Regions from separate parts of the Mus musculus genome. Here region 2 is linked to region 1. Evidence: chromatin contacts called from public HiCAR-type data. All regions are on one chromosome and are shown on one strand. Each heading gives the region's core, a stretch centred on a gene start, on an enhancer-like site or on the middle of the called end of the contact. The rest is flanking DNA. Distances are from core to core; before and after follow the strand shown. Region 1 holds the start of Zfp866 (zinc finger protein 866). Region 2 holds the start of Klf2 (Kruppel-like factor 2 (lung)).

Region 1 (4,299 bases), core at 655-3,154:
TCAAAAGTTCCCAGACTAACTAAAGCCAAGAGGTTATAGAGACACGAGAGGCAGAGACCAGTGGTTTCCTGTGAGTTGGAGGCCAGCCTTGGGTACAGAGTGAGATCCTCTCTAAAAAATATGAAGAGGTTATAGAGAGCTGGTTCTCATGGATGGTTAGCTGGCGCTAACACGGAGTTTTAACTTTGGCTCCTAGGTATATTCTCTTTATTATATCTTGTCTTAGGAATAGTTATAATTCAGAGATATTTGAGATCTTAAACAGGGAGAATCGGAACCTTCATAGGAGGAGAAAAGATATTCTATAATGATAATTTAAAAACATTTTTTTTATTTACATGTATGGGTAATTCAGTATGCATGAGCCATGAAGGCGCTCAGAAGAAGGAATTTCATCCCCTGGAGCTGGATTTACAGGAAGTTAAGAGCCAACGGGTGTGTGTGTGTGTGTGTGTGTGTGTGTGTGTGTGTGTGTGTGTGTAAACCAAACAAGTTCTCTACAAGAGCAGAAGGTACAGAGAGTGCTCCCATCCCCTCACCTCCTTCCCTCTTTTCAGTCGGTCCTTGATTGTGGTCTAGGTAATGATACTGCCCACTTTTAGGAAGAGCCTTCCTATCTCAACTACCCTATTTAGAAACACCCTTACATACATGCTGGAGGGTTGCTCCTATCACTTTGACAATCAAGACTAATCATTACACGACTGAACACCACTCACTGATCTGTTCATTGACTCCATTAGCTTTGCTGGGTTTTTCCTTCTTATTGTTTCTACTGCCAGTACTCCCCCACTTCTTCTTTAGTAAAAATGGGTGAACGCCTTTTTCCCAGCACCCGTGAAGCATAGGCAGGTAGACCTCTGTGTTTGAGATTAGCCTGGTCTACAGAGTGAGTTCTAGGATAGCCAGGGCTATACAGAGAAACCCTGTCTTGGAAAAAAACAAAAAAACAAAAAACAAAAACAAAAACACCAGGATAGCTAGGGCTACACAGAGAAACTCTAACTCAAAAAACCAAAAATTAAATAATAAAATGTTCTGATGATTTAGTGGCTATGTACGTGTGTGTGTGTCTGTGTATATTTATGTGTGTGTGAAGAACACACTTGTGGAGGCCAGAGGACAACTTTCCTGAGTTGGTCTTCTTCTACTATGTTCATGCTTAACCTACTAAGTCATTTCCTTGACCCACGTCTTCAATTTTCTTTTTCTTTTTCTTTTTGCTTTTGTTTAAATTAGAATGTCTGTAGAGGCCTGGAGAGGAGAAACGGGGGTGAGATGGAAGGATAGAGAGGTTTTTGGTTTTTGTTTGTTTGTTTGTTTTGGTTTTTTCAAGACAGGGTTTCTGGTGTAGCCTTGGCTGTCCTCACTCTGTAGACCACTCTGGCCTCGAACTCAGGAATCTGCCTGCCTCTGCCTCCCAAGTGCTGGAATTAAAGGTGTGTGCCACCACTGCCTGCACTGCCCGGCTGGATAGAGATCTTAACTGGAAGAACACACATGCTATGAAAATAGAGGAAATGAATACTTGTGTTAATGTGCAACCTGGGACAGATGTATAAACCATAGATGTTCCTTACTCAAATTCCTGATGCCTGGAGAACATCATGTCCAGTTATAATTTGACCTTCTAATTAAAACTGACCTGAGCACCTTTCTAATTGTGAGGCAGCAGGATTGCTGCAATGAGCACTCGGTGTGCACAGTGACGACTTGGTGATGGAGTACTGCTTTACCAGGGAGAAGCTAGTTCTGCTTAGAAGCAAGGAGGGCGGGGCTATGGCTGTCATTTGAATCCCACACTTCGGCTTTGGAAGCTAGTGTCACTCAGGCTTTGGTAGCCAATCAGGTTCTAGAACCGTGCCGTCTAATCAGGACTACTGGAGAGCGGCAAGAGGCGGGTTCTTCACGGCCGCCATATTGTGGCTCGGCTCTGCGGCACAGGGAGGTGCGGTGTGTTGTGCTGTGAGCGCTGCTGCCGGGACCAGTGAGGAGAGCGCGGGCGAGTTCGGAAGCCGCGCCATGGTGAGCAAGGGCCGCTGTCCCTGCCCGCTGTGGTGGATCCTCCCCGAGGCTGGGGCGGGGCGGCAGCGGCATTCAGTGCTGTGTGGCGCTGGGCCCTGTGTCCTCTTCGCCGTGGTCCGCGCCTGCGCAGAGCGCGGAGCCTCCCTGCGGAGGCTCCGCCTCGCGCAGGAAAGAGTCGGTGCTCTGTCTGGGGCAGGCGTTTTATACAGTCCTGCTTTGGGTATCTCATCAGAAGGTTGTAAAACAATAGGTCATCTAGTTTCTGCTACTTTCTAGAAGTTCTGAATTTTCATGTAACATTTAGGTCAAAGCAATCAACTTGAGTTAATACTGTGAATTTTAAACTTTAAAAAAATTATTATTTTTTGTGCATTGGTATTTTGCCAAAATGTATGTATGTCTTTGTGAGGATGTCAGATCCTCTGGAACTGTTGTTGAGCTGCCATGTTGGTACTAGGAATTGAACTCAGGTCCTCTGGAAGAGCAGCCGGTTTTCCCAACCATTAAACCATCTCTCCAGCCCCAACATTGTGAAACTCTATTTAATTTCTTGTCTATAGACATCGGTTCTGCTAATAACCTTTTGCTATTCTGCCCTTTGTTGAGTTTCCTTTGCTACTTTGTCAAAAAAAGGTACACACACACACACACCCCATATATATATGTGTGTGTATATAACATGTGTATATATAATATCTATAACTATATATATACACTTTAAGTCTGTGTGCTGTTTCTTTGGAATTGTGTGGACCATTTTCGTTTTTTTCCACTCTCCACATAAACTTGAGAATCAGTTTCTTAATTTTTCATAAGTTGTTAGGATTTATATTGTGATTATTTAAATCTTAGTGCAGATTGAGGAAACATGACGTTCAGTTCTGAAGCTTCCTATCGCCATATTTATGGGGTATCACTATTTTGTGTTTGCTTTTTGTTTGGTTGGGGTTTTGTTGTTGTCTTTTTTGCTTATTTTGTTTTTTGTTAGGTCTGCTTTGGCCTAAAACTCACTCTGTAGAGGCTGGCCTTGAAATCATAGCCATACACCTGCTTCTCTCTGCCTTCCATGTGCCAAGATTCAAGGCATTGTCTCCCACTGCCCTGCATGGTTTTGTTTTGTTTTGTTTTTTGTTGTTAAAAATTATAGTTCTTGCTGGGTTGGTTGGTCAGTCTACTTTTAACCCAGCACTTGGGAGGAAGAGGTTGGCAGATTGAGGCTAGCCTGGTTTACATAGCTGCAGAGTTCCAGGTTAGCCAGGGTTACATCATGAGACCCTGTCAAAAAGATGAGGTGGATGGTCTGTAATGATGGTTCAGTGCTTAAGAGGGTATTGCTCTTGTAAAGACTCCAGTTTGATTTCCAGCATCCACCTCTGTGACTCACAACTGCCTATAACTCCAGTACCAGAGCATCCCATCTCCACTTCTGGCCTCTGAGGGCACCTCCTTCAAATGCACGAACCCCTACACACACACACACTCTTAAAACTTTAAAAGTGGCTTAGCAGTGAAAAGCCCTGGTTGTTTTTTGCAGAGGATGCTGCCTGATTCAGTTCCCAGTGCTCAGGTGGCCATTTACAACCTCCTGTAACTAGTCTCCAGGCCTCCTCTGATCTCCACAGGCACCGCATATGTGCTGGCAAAACACTGATCTTCATAAAAAAGTGTGAAAAAAACAAAGTAAGGCCCCTTGGCATTCTCTCACTCAAAGAGGCCCATTGCCTTTCTTGGAAATGTCTATAATTTGTATCTCCTCTTTGCTCCTAATAAAACTTTTTGAAAGTTTTAAAACAGTTAAAATCTTTTTAAAAAAATTGTAGTTCTTACCTAGAGGACTTTATTGAATTGGTATATATTTCATTGTCTCTTCTTACCTGCATTGCCATACTGGGTATTGTTATCCAGCTGCTCACTGTTGGCTTACAGGACGCTGATGGATATTATACTCATCTTTAAACATTTTGATAATTTGTTAAGAGTTACTGGTTATAATCTTGTTGGTTCAATGAGTTTTGTTGATTCTTGGAATTTATTTTGAGGAAACAGTTTATTTTTTTCTTTTCAATGCTAATAGCATCCTTAATCCCCTTTCTTGCTGTGTGTGTGTGTGTATGAGAGAAAGAGCGGGAGAGAGAGGGCAAGAGAAAAGAAACTCATTCTAAGCCACACCATGGTGGTGCATGCCTTTATTCCCACTACCAGTAAAGGAAGACAAATCTCTGGGCTCGAAGCTAGCCTGGTCTATAGGTCTAGTTCCAAGACAGCCATCGCTAC
Region 2 (4,299 bases), core at 1,141-3,640, 2.5 Mb before region 1:
TTGGCAGCTGGGGGCTGCAGCTGGTGACCTTGGCCACAGGCACTGACTGCTCCCTGTCCCCTCAGGACCTACCCTATCCCCAGCCACACCACTACCGTGATTCCTCCAAAGATCCAAAACTTTAATTAAAAAAAAGTCGTATAAAAACGAAGCAGGCGGCAGAGATGCCATCGTCTCCCTTATAGAAATACAATCGGTCATAGTCTTATATACAATATTATAAAAACGTTGGGGACAGTAAACTCAAAGGCATTTCTCACAAGGCATCTAGCCTCGATCCTCTAGTGGGGACCCGAGGGAAATAAGTCAATTATTGCACCATTTTGAAAACATTCTTCACAGACTCCTGTCTTCTTTCCTGGGGCCTTCAGTCACTGTGGGGGCCAGAACTGGTGGCAGAGTCATTTTCCTGTGGCCACACTTGTCCGGCTCTGTCCTAAGGTCCAATAAATAGCAGTCTGTTTGCAAGGGGACCGTGCCCCGCGCGTGGAACCTGCCACAGTCGCGCATGGGCTAGCCGAGTCGACCCAGGCTACATGTGTCGCTTCATGTGCAAGGCCAGGTGGTCGGACCTGGAGAAGGCCCGGTCGCACAAGTGGCACTGAAAGGGTCTGTGACCTGTGTGCTTTCGGTAGTGGCGGGTAAGCTCGTCAGAGCGCGCGAACTTCCAGCCGCATCCTTCCCAGTTGCAATGATAAGGCTTCTCACCTGCATCAGAGAGGAATGACATTGAGCCTCAATTTCCCCGAAAGCCTGCTCTGGGCACCCTGCACCGGATAGCACTGCCCTCTCCCTCTCATCTCCATCCCACATCTAATCTAAACAGAGAACCTTGGGCTCCTGAAGCTGACCACTAGCAGGCTCAGGTGCATTCCTCCCCTAACATTCTGAGATTAGGTCTGAATTCCTGATTCTTCTGCTCAGTACTGAGATGACAGGCTCAGGCCACCATGCCAAACTTTATATGCAGTGCTAAGCCCCAGCCCAGCCCTCCACAGCTTCTTAATTATGTCCCGAATTCTTGAGACCTGAGTCCCTCGGAGCCAACCCATTAAACTGCCACACCCCCTTGGCAGTGTCATAGACTCTGGGGACAGTATCCATTTCCCTTCTGGAGGATGGACAGGGTCTTCCTCTGTAACCTAGCCTGTTCCTGAACTCGCGGCCATCCCCCTGCCGCAGATCCCGGGAATGAGGCCAGGCGCCCACCTGTGTGTGTACGCAGATGCGCCTTTAGGTGCGAGCTCTTGGTGTAGGTCTTGCCGCAGTTGGTGTAGCTGCAAGTATGTGTGGCGGCGCGCTTGCGGGGCCAGGAGCGGCGGCCGCGTTTGGGCTTGGCCTCCAGCAGCTCCAGCGGGGACGAGGGCGGCGTGAGGAGACCGCGCGTGGCAGGTGGAGCCAAGCCCAGCGCCGCCGCCGCTGCCGCCGCGTCCTCGAAAAGACCGAAGGCGCCAGGCGCGGGAGGCCCGTAGTGCAACGCGGGGCCGGGACCGCCGAAGCTGGGGCCGGGACCGAAGGGCGGCGGGAACGGGTTGCGGGGACCGGACGCCGGGATGCGCAGGGGGCCGTCGGGGCTGAGCGGCGGCGTGTCCGGGGGCGGCGGGGGGCGGCCGGCGGGACCCCGCATGCATGCACCTGTCGCTCCTGGGGCGCCCTCGAGCTTCAGCCCGCGCGGTCCGTGGGCCAGGCCCGGAGCGCAGCCGTAGCCGCCGCCGTCCACCTCGGGGGGCTCGGCCTTCACTAGCCGCCCGGGAGGCGCGAGGAGGAAGCGGCCGTGCAGAGCCGGCCCCTGAGGCGGGTCCAGGTCGGGGCGCAGCAGCTCTGTTCCCAGGCTGGCCGCGGGGATGCTGTAGGGCGGCGGAGCACCCGGCTCCGGGTAGTAGAAGGCAGGCGGCGGGGGCTGCGGCGGGGGCTCGGGAGGATTTTCGGCGCCCAGACCGTCCAATCCCATGGAGAGGATGAAGTCCAACACGTTGTTTAGGTCCTCATCCGTGCCGCCCGCCTCGGGTTCATTTCGCGGCCAGCGCTGCAGGAGACAGGGCGCGGGACGTGAGTGGGGGTGCCTCCTGCTACCCTGCACCCCAAAGTCTAACAACTAGGCCCTCAAGATCTGCACCCGGTGCACGGCATCCCTTCAGCGCGCGTGTCCTCAGTCCCTGCACCCACCTCCTGTCCCACAGCCTGAAGTCTAACTCCCTGAGGCGGTCAGCACCCTGGACCTTGTCATCTCCAGTACTGGCTCCTGCACCCTGTAGCCTGGTACCTTGCTACCCCGCCGCCCGCGGACCCTCGCTGCCCTCACCTCCTGGAGGCCGCGCTCGCACGGGCTGGCGAAAGTGGCAAAGGACGGCAAGATAGGCTCGCTGAGCGCCATGGCAGGGACTGTGTGTGCTGTGGCCCGGCCCACCCAGGCCTTATAGGCGCGGCAGGCACAGAGGGCCGGGCTAGGAGGCGTCGACGGAAACGCGTCCCGGATGGGGACGAGCTCCGGGCTCAGCCTAAATTTAGCCGCGGTATATAAGCCTGGCGGTGGTGGCTGTGGCGGCTACTGCGGGAGCCCGGACTGCGCTCCTCAAGCCCCGCCCCCGCGGCCGGGCCCCGCCCCCGACCGTCCCTATGGCGACGGCGTCAACAAACCAGGCACAACAGCATAGTTAGCGCGCGCGGGGGGCGGGGGAGGGGGTGGCACCTGGGACTCCGCGGGGAACACGGGTGACGAGGCTTTCCCGGTATCTCCCCAGCCTCAAGCCCCTGGAAACCTGGACCGATGCATGGGGAGTCTGGGGTCACAGTGCTCACCCAGGGAACGCTCTGTGAAATCTTTGTTTAAGCTACCTTGGAAGCTAAGACAAGAAGGATGAAGTTTGGGGCCTGCCTAGAAGGGAGTTGAGGCCAGCCTGGAGCATCGTAGCCCCCTTAATACACACACACACACACACACACACACACACACACACAGAGGGAGAGAGATAGACACAGAGAGAGAAAGAGAGAGAGAGGGAGAGAGAGAGAGAGAGAGAGAGAGAGAGAGATGGGAGGGAGGGAGGGAGGGAGGGAGGGAGGGAGGGAGGGAGGGAGGGAGGGAGGGAGGGAGGGAGGGAGGGAGGGAGGGAAGGAGACACACACACACACACAGAGGCAGACACCATGGCATGGTGGTATATGCTTGTCTTCAGAACATTTAGGAGGTTGAAAGCATTAGGTTCAAGGCCCCTTTGGCTACAAGAGACCGTGTCTTAAAAAAGAAGCAAACACTAGAGGCAGGCATGATGGCTTAGTGTCTGCTTACAAGCCTCATCCAAGGAGCTCAGTTCCCAAAAGGGGGAGAGAATCCGTTCCCATAAGTTGTCCTTAGACCTCACAGTGCACTGGCGCACGTGCAAATACACAATAGCATGTAATAATTACAATTTACACTAGATACATAAATACAGTACTGAGTCTCTGGGACCTTTCACCTCCCACAAACATACACCTCACATAAATCCTTCTAGTGCAGGGAAGAGCTGTTGTCTGACTGTCAAGACTTGCAAGGGATACTCAGTGGGGGATGGGCACATCAAATAAATATGCATAATACCCAAGGGGCCTAAACAGAAAAAAAAAAGGAACAGTGGAAGAGGAGGAAGTATGTGGTGAGCCTGGGGAAGGACATTGGTGCAATTTTGACCTTAACCCCGGAGGCAAACATTGAGGTAAGCTCTGGAGAAAGCAAGAGGGTAATAGAGAGAGGGAGGGCATTGAAGCTGTGACCTGAAACCAGGAGGCTGAGGGGTGCAGTCAAGCTTGTGTAGTTGGGTGCAGTGATTCCAGCAGGAATAGGGGGTGGCAGATTCCACACCCAGCCCCTTGTCCACTTCTGTGACTTTGGAGCAGAAACATTGGCGAACTACAGACACTGGTCTGTAACATCAGCCCCAACTGTCCACAGGTCCTTTCCACAAAACATCAAAGTAGAGAGATCACACACTCATGGAGGCAGAATGTGAGGCTGAAACACTGGCTTGGTTAAGGAAGATCTAACAAGTCCTCTAGGACCGGGGACCCACCTCAGCCTGTCACCACAGAGCGGGGAATACCATGTGTGTTTCACATGGAGCAAAAGTGAGCCATGTGGTGTATTCAGATCTGAACAACACCCTGAGTGTGTGTGTCTCAGTTTCCCGTTACTAAGGAACAAATGATAAGATTTGGGTCATTTCCCAACGTTAAGGATTCTGGAGGAGGGAGTTCTGTTTTTATTTGCAGTGTGTGTGTAATAGGTTTTTCTTATATCTTATAGTCTTTTCTTATATAGTC

Evidence for each region. HiCAR-type assays count read pairs that join an accessible place to other places.
Region 2: a contact with region 1 is called in a HiCAR-type map of astrocytes, with 6 times the contacts expected there. The contact joins the promoter of Klf2 here to the promoter of Zfp866 in region 1. A contact is called at or near these places in 1 of 39 promoter capture datasets (the HPC-7 cell line) and 1 of 115 datasets of contacts at active chromatin or transcription factors (astrocytes).

What each region holds. Positions count from the first base shown.
Region 1 is chr8:69,772,516-69,776,814 of GRCm38.p6, reverse strand. Zfp866 (zinc finger protein 866) reads left to right here and starts at 1,904. Exons shown (of 4, transcript NM_177899.3): 1 at 1,904-2,025. The coding sequence starts at 2,023.
Region 2 is chr8:72,317,153-72,321,451 of GRCm38.p6, reverse strand. Klf2 (Kruppel-like factor 2 (lung)) reads right to left here and starts at 2,390. Exons shown (of 3, transcript NM_008452.2): 1 at 2,303-2,390; 2 at 1,210-2,026; 3 at 1-708. The coding sequence starts at 2,374. The coding sequence ends at 533.